Regions from separate parts of the Drosophila melanogaster genome. Here region 2 is linked to region 1. Evidence: chromatin contacts called from public HiChIP or PLAC-seq data. All regions are on one chromosome and are shown on one strand. Each heading gives the region's core, a stretch centred on a gene start, on an enhancer-like site or on the middle of the called end of the contact. The rest is flanking DNA. Distances are from core to core; before and after follow the strand shown.

The links. HiChIP or PLAC-seq counts read pairs in DNA pulled down with a chosen protein or histone mark.
Region 2: a contact with region 1 is called in a POLR2A S2P HiChIP or PLAC-seq map of the Kc167 cell line, with 7 times the contacts expected there. The contact joins the promoter of CG9902 here to the promoter of eIF4H1 in region 1. A contact is called at or near these places in 44 of 107 Hi-C or Micro-C datasets (the D17-c3 cell line, the Kc167 cell line, the ML-DmBG3-c2 cell line and 16 more) and 2 of 6 datasets of contacts at active chromatin or transcription factors (both in the Kc167 cell line).

What each region holds. Positions count from the first base shown.
Region 1 is chrX:16,446,778-16,453,393 of dm6, forward strand. eIF4H1 (eukaryotic translation initiation factor 4H1) reads left to right here and starts at 1,888. Exons shown (of 5, transcript NM_167522.5): 1 at 1,888-1,952; 2 at 3,100-3,402; 3 at 3,537-3,724; 4 at 4,498-4,782; 5 at 5,142-6,616. The coding sequence starts at 1,921. The coding sequence ends at 5,308. CG34015 reads right to left here and starts at 1,525. Exons shown (of 3, transcript NM_001038759.2): 1 at 1,254-1,525; 2 at 995-1,185; 3 at 791-921. The coding sequence starts at 1,443. The coding sequence ends at 883. It overlaps eIF2alpha (eukaryotic translation initiation factor 2 subunit alpha), which reads right to left and starts at 216. Exons shown (of 2, transcript NM_001298400.1): 1 at 1-216. The coding sequence starts at 102.
Region 2 is chrX:16,543,236-16,549,345 of dm6, forward strand. It overlaps CG9902, which reads right to left and starts at 4,285. Exons shown (of 6, transcript NM_001272691.2): 1 at 4,113-4,285; 2 at 3,619-4,045; 3 at 3,312-3,562; 4 at 2,651-3,244; 5 at 1,776-2,589; 6 at 1-1,688. The coding sequence starts at 4,199. The coding sequence ends at 448. It overlaps Arp2 (Actin-related protein 2), which reads right to left. Exons shown (of 7, transcript NM_001103531.2): 7 at 5,055-6,110. The coding sequence ends at 6,007.

The DNA of each region.
Region 1 (6,616 bases), core at 638-3,137:
ATGAACGTAGGCGCCCATCTCGGCGATGGACAGCACGTTCACCATAACGACATCCTCGATCTCCGGATACCGCTCGTTGTAGAAGCGCGACGTCAGGGCCATGTTAAAGTCTGTGGTCTATGGCCAAAAAATGGGCAATTTGGACTTTTCGAAATGAAAAACGTGTACAATTTCTGCCGAGCGGGCGCAAGAAGAAGAAGCGTAAGGTATGACAGTGGTGTTATCGATATTTAATTGCGTAGCCGGCAAAACGTTGCCAATTGGATTGCTTCTGGTCACACTGGAAAGGTGGGGCAGCAGCGGTCTATCGATTGTTTGTCACATGGATTGCCGGTCAATTTCAAATTTTACTGTTTTGGTTTTAATTTTGATCAGAACATTCGAAATAATAGTCCAAATGTGGAATGCCATCCCTTGGCGAGCTTGTTATTTAAATACCAATCAATTTCAAATTGGAAATGTTAATTTTTGTTAAATTTATTGCAATATTACAAAAATTGCGAAAATTGACCCAAAAGTTAAATTCTCAAAAAGTTATATAGATTGCTAATACTGATAAATAGGAATAAAAAGCAGTTGTTCTTTTATCTATATGTCACTTTTTATCCATGTTATGATGATAATTCCCATATGTCAAATTTTCATTTTTCATATTTATCTGTTTAAATTTGCAGAACATTTTAAAAGGTTGCATATTATCGCATACAAAAAGGCCATTAAATATGTAATGACATGTAGCTTGAATCGGTTTTTTTAGAAGCTACACTTTTAATTTAAAGAACATTAGAATATTTGTATAGGTTGGCTCCGTTTATTAGTTAATTATGACAGCGCGCGAGTACAATATATATTTATCTAACAGTTATCTATGATGGTCCCGATCTATTCTTTTTGGGAAAGGTAAATACGCGCCTCGTCGACCTATAATTAAATAGATAAGATTAAATTAAAGCGGGCCTCTAAGTGGTCAAAATCAGAATAGCCAAATACTTACGGTTTTGAACCAAACGGAGGGTCTAAAGATCATCTTAGATAGGAAGGTCATTTGGGTGCGTGGGCTAATGGCATGCATGTGAAGATGCTTCACCGTGATAAACGGCGGCAGATGGAATCCGAAGAGGGCATCATCGACAGAAACTCCCTTGGACACCAGAAGATCCTTCAGGGCGTTCTCCATGAGCTGCACTGTAAGGAATCCAAGGATATCAGAATTATTAGGGCATGGCCCGAGGTCACGCCAATTCCAATCTTACCCAAAGAATCGTGCGATTTGTTAAGATCCTTGAGGCTAGCGTAGTGCTTTTTTGTCACTGCTAAGTAATGGTGCTGGGAAGCGGGTTTAATGTCCTGGAAGATGACAAAGTCATCGTTTTCGACTTCCAAAACAGTGGAGGGGATCCGCCCATCGGAAATTAGGCAGAAAATGCAGTTGTCGTCCGCCATGACTTAATTTTAAGTTCAGTCTATATAAAATATAGCAGTTTGTACTTTCACAGCTGATTAGTTGTACTGTCGATAACGATAAGAACTATCCTGGTGCTCCAAAAAAAAATACCGCTAAATAGATTTTCAGTATTAAAAAAAACCATTTGTGTCCAGTTACTTTTAGTATTATTTTTTTCAACAAAAAAATTTATACAAACATATGTATTCCTCTCTATGTATTCAATGTCATTTTTGAATGTTTCATTAGAAAAGGAACAATTGTAGAATGCTAAACAACTATAAATATTAATCGATATCTGAAAATTGGACGCAATTGGGCATGCGTCCCTGCTAACGACCAAAATACTAAGAAAGGCGGCTATCAGCTAATTGGTGTGGTGACACTGCCCGACCAAATTCGCCGCGATAGTATTTTTCGCCCGTGTGTTCACACTGCGGTTTGCAGCGAATTCGCTCATTTGAAAAAAATAAAACATGGCTGGAAGAGGTGGTTATGAACACGCTAGGTAAATATTATTAATTATTTTTGCAATAGCGTACGCTCCGCGTTGGCCGCGAACCGCCGGTGCTTGTGAAAGTGGACGCGATGCGATCGAATTGCGCGAGTGCCGACAATCTGGGCAAAATGTGTAATAATGCACGCGGTTTTTTGGGGTTTGGGCAAAAAAAAAGGCAACACCAGCCCACCAACACACGCGCACGCTCTCGCCTCGCCGCTCGCACACCCATACAGTAATGTGCATGTGTATTGTACGTGTCGGTCGTTGGTCGCCGACACCGCCGCCGCCGCCGCCTTTGTACGTGCGTGCGTGTGCGTATGTGTGTGGTGTGTGTGTGTGTGTGGTGTGTGTGAGGGGCAGTGTGCGTTTTTTTTTCTTAACATTCTTTTTCGGTTTTTATTTTGTCGATTCTTTTCATCGCTTGCGTTGTTTTTCTTGGAAAACTCTGCTGCAGCTGTCGTCGGCGCCAACGTCGACTACGCCGCTGACAGCACACCGGCAGATTTCACATTAAAATCCCCCCACCCCTCATCAAAAAAAGAAAAAAGAAGAAGAAAATATGAACCCAAAAATAGTTGCAAATTCCATGCATAATGCAATTTTCGCCAAAAAGCGCGCGCGATTTAACCCCCACCCCCCTCACCATTTGACACCTGTCCCACTGCATTTGTTGTTCTTCGGTTTTTTTTTTATTTGTGCCTGCATCTCTGTTGACTGTTTGCCGGGAATCCGAGCCAGCGTTAGCCGGCCACATAGATAAATGCCGACCATGTGCGTTTTGCCCCAAGGGGTGGCGCCACAAACCACCACCACCCCCCCCCTCACACCACAGTCCCTCAAAAGGGAAGAAGAAGAAGAGACAGACACACCCCCATTAATTGGATTCGATGTCAAGGTTCCCAGGCCACGGAGTAATCCTCCACACAAAGGGGCACAGCAAATACCAGGAGCCAGAATCGAGCACACCATGCAGTTGCTTTGGTTGCGCAAATCTATAGAGGGGGATCTGTAATCCAACTTTAGAAGCTAACATACTACATGCAGAATAGGTTTTTCATGGGTGCATCCCATTTCCAAGATTCATTGCCTTTAAATTTATTAGTGTACTTACTCTACTAACCATTCATTTTTATTTCTCGATATTTTTCAGAAGCGGATTCGGTGGGGATCGGGCATCCAAGCAGTTGCCCACGGAACCGCCGTTCATCGCATTTGTCGGCAATTTGCCGCAAGGCCTTGTGCAGGGCGATGTGATCAAAATATTCCAGGACTTTGAGGTGAAGTACGTGCGGCTGGTGAAGGACCGGGAAACGGATCAGTTCAAAGGCTTCTGCTACGTCGAATTCGAGACGCTGGACAATCTGGAGCGGGCGCTAGAGTGCGATGGTCGGATCAAACTGGACGATCTGTCGGCGCCGCTAAGGATCGACATTGCCGATCGGAGAAAAAATGATCGGTGAGTTGAGACCAGATGATTGTATACTTTAGATTGAATCGATTGGAGCTCTCCATACGAACAGAGCACATGGAGCTTTCTAACGATTCCCCAATTTTATCACTTGACTAACCATATTTTGGACTTTCTTACAGCCCTGGTGGCGGTGTTGGCGGCGGCAACGGCGGCATGACCCGCGGCGACGGCGGCAGAGACGGTTTCCAGAAGCGCGGCCCACCTCGCCAGGGCGGCAGCAGTCAGTCCTACAGCCGGGGAGGTCCTGGCACTGGCGGCGGCGGTCGGGAGGGCGGCGGCGGTTCGGGTAATCGCGGCGATAGTAGAGGTTCGTACATTGATAGTTATGGTGGTCACAATGATAGAAGTCGCGGCGTCGGCGGCAGCGGCGCGGGCTCCGGCGGTGGCATGAATAGAGGATACAATGGTAAAGCATTTTTATCTGCCGTCCAACCAACCAACCAACCAACCAACACGTAGCTGCATCCCTCGTAGTGCCGCCAAAAACCAGTTATACTGATTACTTATAACGATTCTAAATCATTCGCATGGCTGGAAGACACATCCATGCTGCAATCCTCGAAAGTGAAAGTAGAATTTCCCCCATTGTTCTGTTTCGATTATCGTTTATGTTCCTACCTTGGCATCCTACTGCGGTTCTACATTCTGATCTTGCGTTGGTTTTGCTATATGTTTCAAGGAGTTGCCACAAGAAAAGACTATACAACCGTAGAAGTAGTAGTAGTATGTTTGTGCACATCATTATTTAAAGAATTGAAAGAACAACATGTTGGAGTCCTTGATTGGCAGGAATCCACAGATGGTTAATCGAAACTGATCGACAAGTTAATTTCTTTTGAAGTGGGTTTGCTACATACTTATTACTCCTGGACTGCTAGCTGTTACCGCCTATTTCCAACCTTCTTTTGAGCTTAGTTTGCGCCCATTGAAAACGCCCATATTGATAGCTCCCCTGTAGCAGTAGCTTAAGCACATTCGCACGCTTTTTACTTTGAACTGCATTTAGCTAGCATGTTGAGCCTAATTGTAAGCAGGTTACCACATGGCCCACAGGCACTAATCTAGTTGCTTCCGTTGCAGATCGGCCGGCAAATCGTGGTCGGTACGGCAGTTTCAATAACGACGATCGACCATTCGAGCGTAACCAGGATCGGGATCGCGGTCAGCGGGAAGGCAGCTATGGCAACCAGTCGCGCGACGGCGATCGCTACAACAACTTCAACCGGCACCGCGACCGCGAGCGCACCCACTACAATCCCAACCAGCAGAGCGAACGTCCCAGTGGCGGCATGACCGGCCTTGGCGGCGGCTCCGGCGGATCAGGAGGCCTAGGCGTTGGCGGTGGTTCCTCAATGGGCGCCATTGGTGAGTTGTAATAATAAGTACATACATATGTAGATGGGAGGATAGTCGAGGATAGTTTGTTTCAAACAAAACGCTAGGAGAATTTCATGTTGTTGTCCATATTTGCAAAGCATTAATTTACCTATCCATTCCCTGCCCACAGACAATTTTAGACATTTCAAGAAACCGATTTCAAGAATTATTTCAAATATGTGTCAATCGAGAGTATCACAATTAGCCGTACCACGTACTAGTAAGTCAGTTTAATGCAGGTTTTCGTAGTACTTCATTCATTGCATTTGAATGATGTACATGTAGGATTTAAGTTTGCCCAACCGATCAACCACTTATCAATTTACCTATCCGTTTCATATCCGCAGACGACAATGAGCGGCCACGTCTGCAGCTGAAGCCACGGACCATTGCCGCGCCCATTAACGCGGTGGCAGAGACCAAGCAATCGGCCTCGATCTTTGGCAACGCCAAGCCGCGCGAAGAGAAGCTGAAGGAGCTGCAGCAGAATGTCAATCACAACGGCGATAACTAGAGGGCTGGAGTTGGTCCGCAATACAATATATGCCTGATATGATATTTTGATGTGCGAGAACGAGATAATCCGAGATAGAGGGAGAGAAGGCGAGGAAGAGAAGAGGAGGAAGCAGAAATAGCAAGGGGGGAGGAGGAGGAGGAGGAGGAGGATGATGATGATGATGACGATGACAAGGAGCATCAGCAGCATGCATATATAAACACATACATTAATTAATAACACTACGCTACATACCTATTATATACGAATGATATGTACTACATTACAAGAACGAAGATGGAACAACAGGCTGGCCTCTGTGTCTCTGTGTCAGTGTCCAGTGTCAGTCAGCAAGCAACTTAACAACAAGCAACAAGCAACATGCAACACGCAACATCAGCAACAAAGCCAAGCAGCAATAATGCAACTATTCTAACTCTTTGCAACCAGAAAACATCCGCAACAGCAATGGAAAGTCTTTAAATGTTAGTCCTTAAGCAGCGATAAACTTTAGTCTCGTGCATATGGCCAATATATATAGTATATATATATATATGGTATATATATATATACGGTTATGTGCGCTTCATTGTACAGCAGCTGTATGCACGCTGCTATTTGTTAGTTAAGTGATGGATATAAACCAACAAAACAAAACATAAGAGGAGGAAAGTTCTACCATTAAGGTATAAATAGTAAACAAAAAACAAGTAAAACAAAACAAAAAAATGAAAACAATGCAAAACAAAAAAGAAAAAACTCGAAAAACAAAGCAAAAATCGAAAACAAAAACTTTTTGACAAAACGTTCAGCGTAGCAGGCAGGCAATTTATACAGTTTATATAGGAAAAAAAAGATAAAAAAAAACACACAAAAAAAAACATAACAAAAATAATTATTGAACAGACATACCTTATGAAATTAAAACACCAACAGCAGATCTTACAAAACAAATCGCAGAGAAGCAGAACATCCACTAAGTACGTAAAATAAAAAAAAAAAATACAAAAAAAAAAAAACCGGAAAAGTTATCATTTCAGATTCACTACAGAAAACTTATATAGCTACCGAAAAGCAATCAACTACATAGGTCTTATGTAGCTGAAGATAGTGTTAAAAGTCAAAGCCGACCAAATTATGCAAATATAATTTGGATATCCATATCCACCCATTATGCACTTCACATATTTAGGTCAATTTTATTTACAATTAGCTTCGGTTCGAATGTTTCTTTGCCTATATGTGTACATTTACATTTCTAACATTAAATTATCGTGCACATAGGATCTGATTTCTTTGTAGATAACCTTGATATAAGACGAAAAA
Region 2 (6,110 bases), core at 3,035-5,534, 99 kb after region 1:
CGGGTGCTTGTCCTCGAATCGACATCGAGATCCAGAAAGTTCGGGTTCATGTCCGGAGTCTCACATGGCTCTACAGTTTGCTTTTCCGGAAAGCACCAAGATCGTGAGGTTCCAAATCTTTGGTGCCCCTAATGCGAAGCAATGCTTTGCGGCAGTACCTTATCCGGTTTCACATCTCTACTAACATCGAGGCTGTATAATAAATTGTTACGTAGTTATGGTATATATGTAAGTAAAGAAATAACAAAAAAAAAAAAAATGGCGTTGCATGTGAAGCTTATCTTTGTGTTTTCTAGTATTTGGCAGATCCTGTTCCGTTTGTTCCTTTTTTTTTGGCTTTCCTGTCGCCTGTCTTGCATCCAGTCCCTCTACTTTGAACAGGCTATTTAGGGGGACCTGTTTGAGATCACTAGTTTCTATGACATCTCCTGGGGACTCCTGGGTCTGTTATCCAGTTCTTATGTGCTTCTTGGACAAGAACTGTAAGTCCAGAGTCTTCTGTGGCACGTTTGTAGTTTTTAGGGCGTCATGGATCATATGCGCTTCAGTCTCATCGGTGGGCTTCAACACTTCTGTTTCAGTGCTTAATTCGGAGTTTGCGGTCGGCGAAGGTGTTTTTTGCTCTTTACCTTCACCGGGGGAACCTACAGTGGTCCCCTTCTCGTTAAATTCGTGTGTAGCCATCGTGGAAGTTTCGGAATTCACGCTTTCAGTTTCTGATCCTGTGCGAACGAGCTGTGAACATGGCTGTCCGGCTGCTTTTGCAGATTTCGCCATTTTGAGGTCCTTCAATAACTTCATTTTGGCTATAATCGAGCTGCACTCTATCATGTCGTTGGGCCCGCTAACCACATTCTCTAGCTCTTCCTTGCTGAAACTCCATATGTCGGCGATCGGCTTAAATCCTTTCGTTTCGTTGGTAAACATGGGTCGTGACTTCATCAGCTCGGCAATTGTACGCTTTTGTTGATTTTGCGGCTGAACTGCGATTTTTGGCTGCTCCGCGACGACGGGCTGTGTAACAAAGTGATTACCCGATGCCTCTGGAAAGATCGATCGTCGCCCACCGCTCACTTTTCGATCCAATTCAGGCAAATTGGCTTTGGCTGCAATGGCTGCGGCTCTAATCCGATTCAGGTGGCCATTTCTGGTGTAGCAGTGCTCCGAATCGCTTGAGGAAGTCTCATCCCCGTCTTTCGAAAACATTACTGCTTTTTGTTTTCGAGACTGGACTGCGATTCTTGGCTGCTCGTTGACGATGGACCGTGTAGAAAAGTGCTTATTCGATGTCTCTGGAGAGGAGATTTCAGACAATTTGGCCTTGGCTGCAATGGCTGCGGCTCTCATCTGAGTCCGGCGGCCATTTCCTGTGTAACAGGGCTCCGAATCACTTGAGGAAACCTCATCCTCTTCTTTCGAAAACAATACTGTTTTTTGTTTTTTAGGCTGGACGGCGATTTTTGGCTGTTCCTTGACGACGGGCTGTGTAGAAAAGCGCCTATTCGATGTCTCTGGAAAGGACATTTCAGACAATTTGATATTGGCTGCAATGGCTGCGGCTCTAATCCCAGTCCGGCGACCATTAGCTTTGGATGCAATGGCTGCGGCTCTAATCTGTGTTCGGCGGCCATTTCCTGTGTAGCTGGGCTCCGAATCACTTGAGGCAGCCTCTTCCTCGTCTTCCGAAACTGTGGGATTTAAAATTCAATTCATTAGTTTGACTGAATCTAATCTTATATGAAAGTTGCTCAAAGAAAAAAGATTTCGTTGCTAACCTTCATACCAACATTTGCGTTTTGCGTGTCGCCGCATTTTCAGCTCCTTGGCTTTCTCTGCTTTATCATGCACTGCTGGTGTTGATTCAGCCTTTCCAGCTGCATTCGAGAGATTAGTCTCATTTTCGTAGCCCTCTTCTATGGTGCCATAGTCCAACTGTGGTCGATCCCTGTACTTGGCATAGTCGATCTGGAGATACTTCAAGTCGTCGCATGATTCGGCCATGTTAAGAGACACAAATTTTCTCTTCAGGTCCTGGCTTTTGAGTAGGGCACTGCAACGCTCGTCTAGCGTTTGCCAATCGAGAGCCCATGAGTATTGTTTATGTCGCGGTTGGAAGACCACGGTCAGAAGATCCTTGGTCATGTTGCTGGGTAGACGCAACGCCTTCAGCGACTCGTTTATTGGATCGTAGTCGGACACTGGATCTTCATGGTTTGTTATGGTCATAATCTGGTGCACATCGATGGTGGAGCTCAGCAGTTCGTACTTGACGTTGCCAATCGCTGGAGCAGGGAGCCCGCCCTCCTCCTGTCGATTTTTCATGATCCACGAACAGCGCTTTACTTCGTTATAATTTGATGATGTGGGGTGGAGGTAGAAAGCAGTCAGCCAGAATTCTGCCTCCATAAATCCATGGTCAGAGAACAATTTGGCTAGGTCAGCATAGTTTGCAGACATCTTTTGCTCCAAATCGAGCATAAAATCAACGGTTAACCCGGGATGATATCTCCACATTTCTAATGCATTTATTTGTTGCCCAATAATTTTCAGCAGCAGAGCAATCTTAGCAAATCTCCAGCCTGAAAAATTCTAAATTAAAAAAGCGCGGTGCTTAGTAAAGTTTTCGCTTTTGTTAGTTCTCATCACTTACCCGCTCTGCCAGCAATTTGTACACAAAGCTCAAAACTTCCTCATTGTTTGGTACATTTTGAAAAACCGGATCTACTTGTCTATCTTGTTCTTCGCCCACCTCAGGCTGAATCTTTTCGTCGTCATCACTGTTCTTGTAGTTGCTTATGTTGCTGGCTCGATTTCCCTTGCATATCTGCTGCTTGTAGTTGAGAATTAGGTTTACTAGATGCGGTTCAATGCAGCTGTTTCGCTGTTGTTCCATCTTCTTGAGCTCGTTTAGAAGAAAGCGCTCGCTGCTCTCGCGCTCCTCTACATAGCGATCCATTAGCTTTTTGAACTGTGGCAGGTGCTCCAGGAAATCGTGCTCGTTAAGCGACTGAAGATCCATCAATAAATTTCCCAGCACATAGCTGGAGTAGGCATCTAGTATGACGGCAAATGAAGTGACCATACATAGATTGAATTTCCTAAATGCAATTTTCTCAAAAAACGCATTCTTTCCGAGTCGAAGACGGACGCAAACGCGGGCAATAAGCCGAGCTGGCGTAAAGTTAATATCATGTGAGCTCGAAAATTCCTCCATGATCTGGACATAGAACCCTATGTTGTACATCTACGAGGTGGTTTTATGACGACATTTAGTTTTGTTATGTTAGTTACATGATGAATGTTTTCCTTACCAAATTATCAATCACAAAGCCTTGATTATCATCCCTAACAAAAGCGGCCAAGAGGCATACATGACCGATTAGTGTAATTGTGTTTTCATCCCCTTTAAAGGACACAAATGGTGCATTTTCGTGGATTTTCAGCCAAGCAGCTAGCATCCGAAGCGCCAGCTGTTTTACAGCCTCAAAGTTGCCGGCGTTAAAGAGCTGGATTAGTCGCAGCAGGGCCAGAGATACCCCTTCCTGCATGAGGAAAGCAACATCTAAGAAATAAGGCAATGATTAGATGAATCCTTGACGAAAATTAGTAATGGCTTACCTTCTCCTGATGCCGCTTGAACTTTGTGTTCGATGCCGTGTTGTTTATTCAGCTCCAGGTTAAGAAATAGCTGATGCAGGTAGGGCAGGCTCCAGGGCTTCGTCTGGAACTGCAGAACGTACGACCAGTTGATATTGGCCAGTTCACCAATCTGATGGAATGCCGGCATTGCTTTGGTGAGGGTGTAGAGCAAAAGCTGCTTGAGGCCTTCGGAGCAGGTCTTCCACTCTTGGCTAAACCACATCAGCAGCGAGTGGTAGACCAAAACCCTGACCATGTGACGCAGCGCTGGGTCCTTTAGCGACTCGGAATCCCTGGTAGGCAGGTGGCACACCTCCCATCCGTAGAGTAACTGCGACAACCGGTCATCGCCCATTAGCTCAAACACATCCAAAGCGCTGTGCTTATTGCAGAATACAAACATTTTCTATAAAACCAAGATTTAAGCAATGAAAACGTGTGCATAAGGATTTATGTACAAAGCAAGTCCTTACCGCCGAAAACTCGTCGTACTCTAGTTTCCTCGCACAATCCAGAAACTTTTGTTCATCGTGCACATCCTGAGAAAATATTATATCCATTTTGCAGCACTTAATTCATGGCAATGCTATGTCAAGTCGATTTCCTTTTTTTTGCCGGTTTCGATTTATTTTAATTTAGCTTGAAAGTTGCAACGAACAACAGCTGAACCCGATTACTGTAAATCGATGTTAATCGAAAGGGGCAACGCTGTCTACACGAGGTTCATATACTCGCTAAACTGTAAGGCTAGGCGTATTTGCTAAATGTGGAAGGTGCATTCGCTAAGGCCATTGTTGCCAACTGAAATTTTATTATGCAGGCAAAAGTAATTTAAAAATTTATTTGAAAGAAACAAGAATACAAAACACTTACTATAGACCAGAAGGGTATACGAGATTCGTTGGTAATTACATATATATGTAACAAGTAGAAGGAAGCGTTTCCGACCACATAAAAGTATATATATTCTTGATCACGATCAATAGCGTTTCCGACCATATAAAAGTATATATATTCTTGATCAGGACCAATAGCCGAGTCAATCTGGACGTGTCCGTCCGCATGAAAGTCGAGATCTCAAGAACTGTTTGTTGACCCATGTTGCCGCGCCCACAAACCGCCCAAAACGGGCATGCCCTCACTTTTAAAAAAAAGTTTTGAATTTTTTCATATTTTTATTAGTCTCTTAAATTTCTATCCATTTGCCAAACAACTCTTTTCGGGTATCTGATAGTCGGGGAATTCGACTATAGCATGCTCTCTTGTTGTCATTTTTGTTTTGTTTTTAATTTGGCAAAAAAAAAACCATAAAAAAGTCGTATGCGATTTAGTTTTAGACTACAGTATACAGTACACATCATACATAATTACGTTTATTGCATTCACTTACATAATTGGCATTCCACATTCATTTTACATATACGGATATATGTATATGGATCACACATATGTATATGTATATACTATTCATCATATGCCGATAGTTGCGACCCCAACAATCATCAAATTGCAACTAACTAGAAAAGGCAGGTAAGGAAATTAAATCAAATTTAACACTTCGACTGATGGTACTTTCGATTATGGGGCAACGTAAATGCGTAATCTTGTGACTTCGATTATCTGTATCTTTATGGGTAGGTAACTTCATCTTTATCTAGTTGGAGACAATCCAGAAATGCTTACTTTAAGGTCGAGTGTCGGGAGGCGAGACGGGATCGAATCAATCAGTGTATTTAGTTAACGACCGAACTCGCGCTTTCTCCTTCTGTGCTATGCAACTTCCTCGTTATATTTCCTCTGTCTCTGTCTCTGTCTTAACACACACACGATTTTAGTAGCTGCTACTAGCAGACTTGGCCTAGTTAATACTTAATGTGAAATACTCGCTGGAAATGAAACATTTTGCGTTTACAAAAATATCGCCGCACTCGAGGTGCTTTGAATTTATATATGTATATATATATAGTTATATATGCGTATTCATTAAAGAAAAGGGCTTTTGGGTTTGAATTTTAGACGTAATTATAAACAATTAAACACACTAATGCAGGGTTACACAATTTAGGCGACTATCGAATTAAAGTTTTCGCGCTCAAAGAAATATTACATTATATTGTACGGGGATAACGACCAGTGACGACATGTCTGCGATTATAGATAATCTAAGGGCAAGTGGACCAATCCTGCTCAACAGACACGCCCACTCGCACAGGCACACACAAAAAAAAAAACATATATAGACGGATATATCACGTAAATCTGAAAGGTTTAAACCTATAGAAAATAGAGAAAAGAAATCTATCACTTTTTTATCCTATTTCTTGCGGTCCGCACACACACACACACTGATTTCGCATCCATCCGCCTCTAGTGACTGATCTTTTGCAGCTTTTGCAATACTTTGAGACCCTGTTCCTGATACTCCTGCTTGGACATCCAGAAGCCGTCGCGATCCTTTGTCACCTCCGCCA